Linked DNA regions of Rattus norvegicus: region 1 is linked to region 2. Evidence: chromatin contacts called from public Hi-C data. All regions are on one chromosome and are shown on one strand. Each heading gives the region's core, a stretch centred on a gene start, on an enhancer-like site or on the middle of the called end of the contact. The rest is flanking DNA. Distances are from core to core; before and after follow the strand shown.

What was found. Hi-C and Micro-C count contacts between places; a contact is called where the count stands out from the background.
Region 1: a contact with region 2 is called in a Hi-C map of liver, with 6 times the contacts expected there. The contact joins two enhancer-like sites. A contact is called at or near these places in 2 of 12 Hi-C or Micro-C datasets (both in liver).

The regions. Positions count from the first base shown.
Region 1 is chr13:104,670,032-104,676,804 of GRCr8, reverse strand. No RefSeq gene overlaps it. Among named protein-coding and RNA genes, the nearest start is that of Rps6kc1, 350 kb to the left of the region's middle. Within about 2 kb of position 3,429, at least 6 of the 93 cell types and tissues checked have an H3K27ac peak or open chromatin away from gene starts, as enhancers often do. A contact at or near this core is called in liver, where this site is marked.
Region 2 is chr13:104,181,311-104,187,595 of GRCr8, reverse strand. LOC134481544 (a long non-coding RNA gene) reads right to left here. Exons shown (of 5, transcript XR_010057141.1): 5 at 4,334-6,285. Among named protein-coding and RNA genes, the nearest start is that of Prox1, 67 kb to the left of the region's middle. Within about 2 kb of position 2,060, at least 2 of the 93 cell types and tissues checked have an H3K27ac peak or open chromatin away from gene starts, as enhancers often do. A contact at or near this core is called in liver, where this site is marked.

The DNA of each region.
Region 1 (6,773 bases), core at 2,180-4,679, 490 kb before region 2:
GGACTTTTACTAATTCTTTGTAGATCTAAGAGTTCACATTAATTGTCCCCACTATTGTTCTTGTCCCCTTAACGCTCCTTTTTGCAATGGCTGCTTCTGTAGGAGATGGATCAACCCAAACCTGTGTCCTTGAGTGCAGAGATACCCTGTGTCTACTCTCGGGGACTCTCCTTGATGCTGCTGAAAATTTTACACTGTTTCCCCTGATGTCTTATATCCTTATATAATGATTTTAAGTGAGTCCACTGTTTTACATTCAAAACTGTTTCCCATTTCATATGGTGTGTGTGTGTGTGTGTGTGTGTGTGTGTGTGTGTGTGTGTGTGTGTGTGTGTTCAGTCCCAGAATTTCCTCCTGTCTTATTGTAAAGCAACATCTTTTTTTTTTTTTTTTTTTTTGGATTATGGCTGTCTTTCTAAGTCCTCCATGGTCGATGGTCGTCTGTCTGTTCGTGGTGCCAGGCAGTGGAAGTCCTGACCGCCATCTCTGGCTGTTTGTGGAAGTCATGGCACCTGTGAAGCTTCCTTTTCGGGTCAGCATCTTGAATCTCAGACTCCACGCCGCCCCCTGACTGACCAGGTGTTTTCCATCAGCCTCCACTACTCCTGGGTTTATCGATACATTCTCAGTGTTTAAGAAACTGGGATAGGAAATTTGGGTCGTTAAGGGAGAGTGGGGATGGGCCAGTCGCCACTGAGAGGCCAAGCGTGTCTTTCTGCTCTTGTCTCCCACATCTCAGTCCATTCCAGACACCCAGTTGGCTTCTTTCTGGGTCGCAGGCCCCTCTGGTAGTCTGGATTTCCTGTTGTGTCCCAGTCTCCCCAGGCACTGACTTGAGCCATCCTTCTCTTTTCCAGCCCAGGGTGCAGCCTGCCCTTCAGCGCACGACATACTCTGCTTCTCCCTTTTCAGTCTTCCCCTCGAGTTCTTCTGTTGTGTTTATTTATAATGTTGTGCTATTTGCTGTCATTTCAGATACTTTATACCACCTCTTCTGCGACGGTAAACATTCTCTGTGATGTGTAGGTTTTTCTAAATTGATTCTCTGAGTTAGCATACAGAGTAATGGATCCTGGGAGGGCGCTTTCTGTTCTGTCCTGGGTCCCCTTTCCCACACCCCTCCTCATCTGCATGCCCTCCTGCTGGCCTCCTTCCTCCCTTCTAAACCCTGCCTCCCCTTTACTTCACATATATTCCATTGTTTAGCTTCAGGTACTTCATAAATTAGTAGAAATATATGTATTAGTACAGCCACCAAGGGCCCCACAGGTCACCTTCAAAGTTTGAAGTCTGGCCCCTGGGTGGGATCAGCGGAAACCATCTTTGAGTACGCCCCACCTCACTTGGCCTGTGGGCGGGGCTTCTTACCCCCTTCCCTCACTCTACAAAGCCCACTTCACCTACCACACTCACTCATGTGCTCTGTGTCACATGTGAGTTGCATCCAATTTGGAACCCATTGAGCGTCAGTCGTAGTCTGTCCACAGAAGTAGTGTAGGCTGAGGATTGGTGATACCTGAGGGTACTTGGGAGTCTAAGCCAAGTCCTGCTGCTCTAGAGTCCGCTGGTCTACAGGCGAGTCCCATGCCTGGCCTTGCCTGCCACGTGACCGGCCTCAGGTACAACATACTTAGAATGAAGTTGGTGACAGTGTTTTATGGTGTTGTTATGAAGGTAGATGGTATGTCATGCACAATGGAGGATGTTGCGGGGGGGGGGGGGGATAAAAAAGGCGTGCCTTGTCACCGGTTCCCACGCGTACTGCTCCGTGCTTTCTTTCCCGGGCTCCCTCTGACCCTGGTGGTCCGCGAGCTGTTCACTCAGTTTCCTCGGTGGGTTGTTACCACCCCAGGCATACACATCCCAACTCTGTAGCGGGCCCCATGCGTCCCGCCACCACATGCTTCCTTGAACTCAGTTAAGTCGCGCAATGAAAGAACACACCAGACAATAGTCTCTGATCCAATTGATATGATATAATTTGCCCATCTAGACCGCTCAAAGTCCTGTACATACCCATCCCTTTAAAATAGTCATAACAAGCTGTATCTATGCGCAGAGAAGAATCTTAGCATCTGTCACCATGTTCTCCCAGCTCCTTCCTCCTCGCTCCACCTCCTCTCTCTTCTCCCTCCCTTCTAAAACTTCTGTTCCTGCCTCCCTTCCTTCTCATCCAATGACAGGCCTCGTTTTATCTTGTCTGCCTCCACCTGCATAATGACATCAACCTACAGGAGGAGAACACTGACTGGCATGTCATGCGCAGTCAACAGCCATACCCTGTCTGCCAGCAGGACAGCACACTGACAGCGAAGGCTAGAGCAGTCTGAGGAAACGCCGAGTCAAAGGCTCGGTGGAGATTAGAACCCAGAGCTGGTGCCAAAGCTCTTGCTCTTGACCTCTTGATCTTTTGCCACTGTTTAGTCTTCCCCTTCCAATTCCTACTTCTGTGCACTGAAGCCTGTCCAGATGCTTCACCCTCTGGTGACCTCTGCTTCTCTTTTCCTGCAGCTTTTGCCTTTGGTTTCACTGGAGTAAGCATAGGGGGAGGCTATCTCCTTAGGTCAGGCCATCCCCTAGGCTGTTGGCGTTTGTCCTCATTCATGTGGTCTATTCTTTAGTTCCTGGAACTACAGGGCTCTGAGAATTACCACTGCAGCAGTGCCTATGGCCAGGGACCATGGCTGGCAGACACCATCTTGTCCAGCAGGGCATTGAAGACCAAAATTAGATCTCTAGTCCACCGGAGGCTTTGACTGGATAAGTGGGAGGTGAAGGAAGTGGATTTCACATGTGGAGGATGCCGGGCGTGAGTCTTTGGAGTCTCAAGCTGTCATTGTAAGGGAAACTGAATTTGAGCAGCCGTTACGCTGGATGCGCCCACTCACTGAAGAAGCATTTCGTTTCCTCACCGTTGGTGGGAGGTGCAGTGAGTGTCTCAGTTAGCTAGGCTGGGTCTCAGAAAGGCATTAAATGGCAACCAGTTTTGGTTCATTCTGCTATTCCCCAGTCACTCACTCAACATTATCTGGAGGATTGGCCAGGTCTAACAGGAGGCACAAATGGCCCTGTCACCCTGTCCAGTGTGGTGTGTGTGTGTGTGTGTGTGTGTGTGTGTGTGTGTGTGTGTGTATGTGGGGGGTGATTCACCAAAAAGGGGACCAGAAAATAAAACATGTGCTTTATTCCAGCTCAGGTCGGGAGAGATGGAGCAGGGATGGGAGTGAGGGAGGGGAGACAAGGAGAGACAGAGGAGAGAAAGAGAGAGAGGGAGAGACAAAGAGCGAGAGAGGTAGAAGGGAGTGAGAGGGAGACAGGAAGAGGGAAAGAGAAACATCTGGTAACCATCCCTGACAAAGAGAGACACCTGGTAACCCTTGAGGGTTCATAGGATACTTAGTAACTAATGTGCAGGATACTTAGTAACTAGTGTGACAACCGATTTTTTGGTGCGGTGACTCAGCAGCTCTGTGGCTTTGATCAGTCCCTAGTATTGAAGGTGGCGTAATAATTTAATTCCTGGGGGGGGGGGTGGTGGTTCTGAGAACCAGTGATGACAGAGCTCTGGCCTGGTGCTGGGTGGTTACTTCTAGGCAGTGCTTTCCCTGGAGTAGACGGGGCAATCCATCTGCCACACCGGCTTTTACTTTATGCTCGTTAAGCAACTTTTTGACAGGTCGTTTTCTTCCCTGGGGTGGTCTTTGCAGACAGAGTGCTGTGAATGGTCAGTGTGAGTTCTCCAGAAGAGATCTACAGTGGTAACTGGATGGATCAACGCACCTGTCAGCACTGGGGCTGGTGAAGGAAACCCTGCCAATTTAGCCCTATGAATAAGAACCCCGAGTAAGAGCCAGGTTCCACCTCTTCCTCGGATGCTCAGCTCTGAGGACTGTGATGGCGTGTAAGTCCTGCTGGGAACCCTCTACCCAGCTAACTTGATTGGTCTTCCTGGCACTGACGCTCCTTAGAAAGGGTCATGTGTTGGGAGGTTGAAACAGAGAGGCCCCTGGAGCGATGCCCACGTTTGGCCTCTTATAACCTTAGGCCAAATAGGAGGTAAAGCTGGCCTGAGCTAAGGTGGCTTGATGGGTTCAGAGGACCTGGGGATGTGCGACAGCGAGGATTACTTTCACGATTCCAGAGATGCCCCAGGCCCATTCTCTTGTTTTCCATCCACGAGCCACGACCCCTATTGATGTGTTCTGGTTGGGTAGGGAAGTAGCTGGGTCCCATCTACTGCCCTAGTGGATACAATGCAGGGCGGGCCTCCCCAACAGCTCTATTATAGATCTCTAGTGCTTTGATAAAACCCACTGTACAGCAGTAGTCTCAAGTATGCCCAGGCATGGCTTGAGCAGGGCTATGCACCCGGTGTGTATTCATCAACTTCAATAGACCCCCATGTTTGAAACAATGCCTTAATTTTTTTTTCTTTTAGAGCCTGCACGGAAGGGTGGCATTGTACCGGGGGAAGGGAAGAGGGACTACAATGCCTGCGAATCAGAGCCCTAAAGTACGTTTCAATTACCCTTCTATTATCCAGCTGGTATTTAAGCGTGTTTATTATTCAAATCAGCAGTGAATGTACTGCTGTTGTGTAAACAACTGTCAATTGTTGAGACAATGATTAGGAAGCACTGTCCCTTTCAGGTGTACTTAGTGGTACTTACACCCCAGCCACTTCTATTTAAACATCACGTAAGCACAATGCCTGAGCGACTACTCTCGCTCCTGCTCCAGCTCCACATGCCAATTCTATTACATTAAGAGGGAAATCTATTAAATTTTTCATTTATACACATCCGAACACTGTTCTTACCCATTGTGTCATTAAGGCTCAGATTAATAGAATAGATGTGCCGAGAGATACGGGGCGTATTGAAAAAGCCTGTTCAGAAATAAAAGCCAATTTCTCGCCATTATTTGGGGGTGTTGGAAAGCTTTCATGCAAACAATGCAAAGAAAATTATTTTCTGAATAAAAAGCATGACACGGAGAAAAGAAAAAGTTGGCCCCCAGAAAGAACAATCTTGAACCCTTATTAGCTCCATTACTGATTCAGGGCAGGGGGGTGGAAAGGGCTGGAGTGGTAGCTAGAAAAATAGGACATTTGTAAAACGACTGTGTGTTTCTTTTGAAGGTTCTTTGCTGTCCCGGGAAGGTATGTGTATATGCATGTGTATGAACAAATATGTGTACACATGTATGTGCATATTATGTGCCTGTTTGTATGTAAATATGCATGCATGTATGTGCTTGTGTGTGTGTGTGTGCACAAGGGTGTGTGTGTGTGTGTGTGTGTGTGTGTGTGTGTGTGATTTGTGAGTTGCTACGTAGAGTGTGGTTTTGCCACTAGGCTGTGCTCCCGGGGAGTTCTGCCTCATTCACTAAGCATCAGTTCTCACAGGCAGCAAGCAGATGCATTTCAAGTCCCAGGGCAAAGGTGGGAACTATTGATCCCAGCCATGACGTAACTGCCAGGGATTCGTGCATTTTTCTCAGGTATGTTTTCAGAGATCGATACTTTAGTTTTTGATTGCTCTCAGCTGCTAACTTACAGATACTATCTACGGTGTCTACTTTTATCTGGTTATAAAAGGACATGTGCCTGAAAGAGGGAAGAAGTCAGAGGGCTTGATTGGAGATTGAAGACACGAACTTGGCCAATTCACAGGTGGAGGCTTGAGTCAGCCCCACATCTGGGATTCAACCAGTGGTGGATGCTAAGTAGCTTTCTAAGTTGTAACGAACTCAACCTGTGTTCTCTCCCCTAGCCCCCTCCTGCCCCGCCTCGTCATTCCCAGAACAACACTGTGCAGGGTTTGCCTTGTATATAACTGACCCACAGAAGACTTAGAATGTAGGAGTGTGCGGGAGAGAATGTGTTTAGGTTACATGGAGGCCCTGTGCCTTCTTGAGTAGCCCTGCGTTTAGAATCTGCAGGGTATCATGGAACCTGTCCCCTGGGATATCCTATGCATATCCACTAGGATGTCCCCAGGGAATGGGGACAACTGAAGACTATACTTGGCCACACCTCCCAAGTGAACAGCAATCTGCTAAGTAGGATGTAACTAGCATACAAAACACTACCTCTAAATGGTTTCAAAATGCAGCATAGCCTTGGTTCTGTAAGATCTCCTCTCTCAGGGTTGGGGATTTAGCTCAGTGGTAGAGCACTTGCCTAGCAAGCACAAGGCCCTGGGTTCGGTCCCCAGCTCCGAAAAAAAAGAAAAGAAAAAAAAAAAGATCTCCTCTCTCCGGGGTTGCTATACAATTTATGGTACAACTTAGGACACACTGAGAGGGGGTATGTTTAATAATTATGCCACAGGACTGTTAAGATGGCTCAGTAGGTAAAGGCTCTAGATGACCTGAACTCCATCCTCTGGAGTCTTATGGTGGAGGAGAGAAATGACTCCCACAAGTTGTCCACTGATATCAACATGTGCTGTGTCATGATCCTTCTTACTGTAAAACATTTCAAATGGATGACGTTAGGATATCAGGCATGTCCCTGCCCTACCTTGGCAAACGTATGTATCAGCTCATACTAGAATCAGGTCATATGGCTAAAGGCTGAGTCTAGCTAGGGTGGAAAGCAATAAAAGGTTGGAAAGTGGTGACCTGGCATCTATCCGCACCTTTCATTGGAGGTTGTCATTGTCTCATCTCTAAAGAAGGAAAATCGATCTTCCTTTTCATCCTGTTTGTGAAAGTAGAACCCCTCAAAGGCGAGTGAGTGCGATAGTCAGAAAACACAGTGGGTGGAA
Region 2 (6,285 bases), core at 811-3,310:
TTCTCCCTAGTTTCTCCCTAGTCTCAGGACTCTCGTGCCCATTTGGGTCCTTGCTCTCTCCCTGTTGTGCGGGCTGTCACATTCCCTGGAAATGTGAACCCAGAACTCCTTCCTCCCTCCACTCTGTGGCTGAGGCCCCTGACACTTGGTTTGTGTGACCATCAGGGGACTTAATAATTTTATGTTATGTTTAGGGCTTTTCCAGCAAGCAAACACACCACATCCTTATACAGAGGTAAACTCACAGAGACAGAGGCAGAGGAGGGCTGAGCCACTTGCTGTCTGAGGAGAACAGGGTTGCCACCTAGGATGGAGTCACCTGTCAATATGTGCAGTGTGCTATCTGCATTAACCAGCCCATGCCAGAGATCTGCAGTTCTACTCACATGGGGAAGGCAGCCACATAGTCTCTGTGCTATGGGGCTATAAGCTCAGCCCTGTAGCAGAAGCCCCGCCACTGTTTCTCATCTTTCTGAGTCATCATTTTCCCCCATGTTTGACATCATGTCATCCTTGAGCCTAGGAATGAGTAAAATGTGCAGTAGGATGTACCTGGAGTAACCTGTGTTCAACATCCAGTTGAAGGAAAGGAAGTCAGAGAGGGAAGTCACTGCTCACAATGAAGAACAGAGGCATACTTACCCCAAATTGTGTCATGTGTTTCAATGCCACCACCCTTGCAGCCTTTTTTCTTTTCTCTCCTCAATTTAACAGCCCAAAGGAGCCTCTTTGGAGTTCCTGGTCACAACCCATGCAGGGAATACAGAATGGGTATGTACCCTATCCTCCCATGGTGTGTGTGCAGGTATGTCAGAAATGGAAGAGACACGTGTACACACACATACACATAACACATATCTACATGTCCAAATACCATATCAGGAGACACATACATATATACACATTCATATGCACACATACAAATAGACATATACACATTAACACACAGGCATTCATATATATACACATATACAGGCACACATACACATTGATACATACTGACATATACACACACATATATATTTACATGATACACATACTTGTATACACATACATACATATACAGATATACATGCTTACACACATATACATGCATACACACATTCAAATATACATACACATGTATACACATATACACATACATATACTTATACACACATATGCACACATGTGCACATATGTACACATACACACACATATGCATGTATATATGCTGCTTTTAGGTTTTGGGTTGGCCTGTAGAATAATGGTTTTCAAGCACAGATAAGGGAGACATTATACCAGGAGGGAGGTTTACTTAAACTAGACCAGAGTTCAAGGGTACATGATCAGAAAAGAAACAAACTTACAAAATAAATGGGGCAAGGTCTGGGGCTGTAGTTCAGTAGTTGAACACTTACTTACCATGCACAAGACACTGGGCCCTATCCCCAGAACAGAAAAAAATATATATATTATATACATACACACATACATGTATATATATGATAATACATAATTTTCCTCGCATTTGGGTGGATGGCCACACAGGAGACCAGGCAATGAAGAAGAAGACAGTGTGTAGTTAGAACCTCCTTTGAGCTTAATGAAACTGAATGCTTCCCCATCAGAGACTCCATGACTGGAAGACAGGAAATCTAACCGCCCACACTCCTACCTTCCCTGACCTCTCACCCCAAAGCCTCAGGAAAGGGAAATCGATGAGGCCCCAAAGAGCAGGAGCCCAGAGCTGGGGCTGGAATTTGACCCACACGGACTGTTTGCTGATCCAGAGATGGGATCCGTTCAGTGAGCTCATCCTTATCTTGCGAGGAGACTGGGGAGTTTGGACTAAAGCAGAGTTGTGTTTTATTCAGTGAAAAACTTACCAGCCACCTTTGTCCTTATCACACACCCAGCCTCACAGAGAACACGTAACTCCAAAGACTCTTTCTAGAACATCAACAGATGGAAAGTCAGACTTTATCCCCAAATATCTTCCGTTTCCCTCTCTGTGGCTCTGCAGCCTGTGCCCCTCCCCACCTTCTGCAAATATTGACTGAGTTCAAGGGCAGTGGTCTAATGTCTAACTTCAGAGTCAGCATGCACTGAAATACTTAAGATGGTGCAATCCCCACTAATGAGGAACACACTGAACCCAAGGTCACTTACAGGCAATTCCTGTCCCCTGACCCAGTTGATATTTGTTTTATCAAGTCAGGGACTATTCTTGTCATCATTGTTAATCTTCCTCTCAGCAGATCTGTGCTGGCCGAGGGCATGCACTTGAGGTATGTTAGAAGAATGGAGGGCTGTATTGTGGGAAAGAATTTTTGCTAATTCTGTCTGCCTACAGTATCCTCAGCCTGGTTCATATGATCTTAACTCACTAAGCAAAACTGGAAGAGTCAGTCCGGAAAGTGTGCTGACCAGGAAGTAGATTTGGAGTTTGTCTGTTGACCAGGGCTTCTCTCTCTCCTGGGAACAACTTGACTCATCCACAGGGTAAAATCTTGATGGAATACTTTTTACCTGCAAAGACCGCACGGCCATGTGGCTCATTCAGCTCGTGGAAGCTCACTTTTGGTCCCCATGTGACCCAGTTCTTATCTGCAGGATTCCTGGGAGGCCTAACATCTCTGATAGCTTCAGCTGGGAGTCAAAATGAGATGGCACTGTTGGCCCAGCCATGGACTTTGTAGTGAACAGTCATGGATCGAACGCCGGCCTCCTTGAGCTACCGTAACTTTGTCTGTGCAAGCAATGGCGGCTCTTCTTGCAAGATTGTTAGGGGGATTAAACATGGCATTGTATCCGAAAGCAGTCGGCCTGCTGTTTCAAATGGGATTAATACCTTTTAACCTCCTTCCTTCCGCTCAGCCACTCCAGCTGCTGGCGTATCCCCTTTCTGTGCTGCATACATTTGACTCAGCGGAACCGAGCCAAGTCACACTGGAGGGGGTGTCATCTCTACAAGGATGAGCCAAGGAAAGCCTCAGCAGTACCCAGCACAGCAGCACTGAACCCAAGAGCCCCACACACCGAAAAAAATATAAATTTACAAATCAATCTGAGGTCATGGAGTGCTTCCCAGAGGGGGGGGGGAAGGGAGGAGGAGGGAGGGAGGGGGGAAAAGAAGAGGGAGAAACACAGACAGGAGAGAGAGAGAGAGAGAGAGAGAGAGAGAGAGAGAGAGAGAGAGAGAGAGGCTCAAACAGGAGAAAGGTAAGAGAGAGGGGCCATAAAAGAAAATCAAGAAATCTCCATGAAGAGGCCTTGCTTGGTGAGGCTTCAAAAACAATCTGGTAGTAATAGCAACGATTATATGTTTCTTCTGAACATAAATTTATAACCAAGTTATCCAGCAGACCAACAGATCTGGATAGGTTGACAAAGGAGACAAGATACTCCTTTAGACTCACAGTCATGCTGGTATCATCTACTGGGAGTTATGCCTCCAACATCTCTTAGTGAATTCTGATGGATTTCAGTCACATCCTCTCTGGAACATCACAACAATGACTGGGACCCATCAAGCTGTGTCCTCTTCTTAAACATACTCAGCTCTCAAAGGTCCCTCCAAACGACTTGCTCCCTGACCTCAGATAAAATGATTGTGTACAACATTGTATTTGTTACTTCTCTGTGACTCTGACAAAATATCATCCCCAAGGCAATTGGTTAAAGAAATGTTCTAGGGTAATAAGAGTCAGTCACCATCACCATGGAGAAATGAAAGGCATGGCAGCTGGGGCGGCTGGGGGCTCACATCTTGAACCACTACCAGAAAGCAGAGATAGTGCACTGGGAATTGTGTGCGACTTTGAAACCTCTAAGAACACACCAACAGCATACTTCCTCTGGCAAGACCACACCCCCAAACCTACCCAAACAACTCCATCAGTTGAGGACCAAGTGTTCAAAAGTCCAAGAGTATGGGGAACATTTATCACACAAACTATCACAAGTAAAGATGGTCAAAGACAATGTTCAAAGATACTGATGGCAGTGGGTACCCTATAGCCAATGCAGTGCAATACTCCATGTGCTCCAGCTAGGGAAGACAAGTATAATACAACATTGAGAATGTGTGTGTGTGTGTGTGTGTGTGTGTGTGTGTGTACACAAATATATATAAAATACACAAATATATATATAAATAAATATACACACATATATACATACATATACATGTATGTATGTATGTTTGATGTTGGAAAACTGATGCATCAACCTTGTAAAGAAATGACATACTTATATTTTCTGAATCTGGCTTCTAATCTTCCAACCTTGGTGCTTTCCAGTAACACCACATTGAGAACACAGGAAAAAAATGAGAACAGATCCTACAACGTAATTAATATTCAGATATTTAATGTATACTTTTCCTATGTGCTAGCAGTGAACAACTGGAATATGCAGTGGAAATTAAATAGGAATCAGACATTATAAATACTAAGACTGAAGCTCTAAAACCCTGTTGTAAAGATACAAGGAAATATCTAGAAACATGTGCACAATTGGTAACAACATTAACCACCGTATTACATTCTTTCAATGACCAAGTTGTCTAAGTTACTTTAAGGTAAACTATTTCTTTGTTTTCCTCAGAGCTGTTATAGGTAGTTTAAATTACACTCTCATTTTCATTTTAAAAAAAGGAAACTAGGCCACATCAAGGTAAGGTAACTTTGAATGGGGAAGACCCAAAATGATAAGTATATTTATCTTCTCTAATTTATTCTATTACATTACCTTGAAAATTAATGCAATAAAATTGCTGTATAAATTAATACAACCTCAATCAAATTTCAGAGACTGGTTCATGGAACTCCACAAATCACTCTAAAATTTACCAAGAAGAGAAAAGGTCTTTCATGGAAAGCCAGTGCAATGTTGGATGGAGCATATCAGCTAGTGAACTATTAGAATTAAACTACTACATCTTATTGAAATGATGGTCATGTAAGTTCAGTACAATTGTCTGATGCTCAAAATCTTAGAGGCCGGCACACAGAAGAAAACATTTTCAATGTACATTTTGATCTCTTTCTCCTACCATTTTCTCCTAAGTATCTACAAAAATATAAAGGGACAGTAATTATTAATATAAAGGCTGGGGAAAACATTTTAGAAGTAAACTTGAAAACCTAGGAAAGGAACAGATGAACAAAGAAATGTAACCAGTGCTAAAGACCACTTCCAGGTCAGGGGAAGAAGATGAACCACTTAACAAAGAACACGAGGTAAATCTGCTAAGGAGACAGAGAAGGTTGCTAAGCTTAGTGGCCCAACCTTAGTCTTAGGGCTTTGTAGCCTTAGACAACAGGACTGAGTCTGTGCTTGGCCCAGGCTACACAGTGAGACCCTCAAAGAACAAAAACCACTAGCAACAACAAGAAAATCAATTAAAAACTCAAAAGTTATATCCCCCTGCATGACATGTATAAAACTAAACTCTTGATAAAAGGTTGGAATGTACACATGCTCACATGATTGAACACACACACACACGCACGCATGCGCACATGCACAACTGGAAAACTGATTTAATATGTAGTTTGGAAGACATTCTAAACATGACAAATTCTAGAAGCCATAAACAGTAGTAACATGAGAGTGTTGCTGCCCTGTTTACTTTTTTCATAGCTGTGGCAAAAAGAAACTGAAGGAAGGATGGTGTGAGGGTACCTACTACCCATCATGGCGGGGGAGGGGTGACCATACCGGTGACCCTGGAGTCTGAGGCAGACAGACAAAGAGCAGTATGCCCCTGATTCTCCCATTTACACGTACTTCAGGACCCCTGTCTGTGGGGTCCTGCCACAGATCTTCCCTCTGCAGTTCAAACTCTCTGGAAAAGTCTTCCCAGACATGCCAGGAAGTATGTCTCCCAGGTGTTTCTAAATCCAAACTGAGGATGAAGATAGGCCACCAAAGTTACACAAAAAAGTTATATCTCAGTATCTTAGTCAGGGTTCTATTTCTGTGAAGAGACACCATGACCAAGGCAACTCTTATAAAGAAAAACATTTAATTGGGTCTGTCTTACAGTTTCAGAGGTTCAGTCCATTATCATCATGGCAGCATTCAGACAGACATGGTGCTGGAGAAAGAGCTGAGAGTTCTATATCTTGATCTGAGGGCAGCAAGGAAGAGACTGTGTGCCACACTAGGCATGGCCTGAGCATATAAGAGACTTCAAAGCCCACCCCCACAGCGACACACTTCCTTCAACAAGGTCACACCTCCTAATAGTGCCACTTCCTATGACCAAGCATTCACATACATGAATCTATGAGGCCA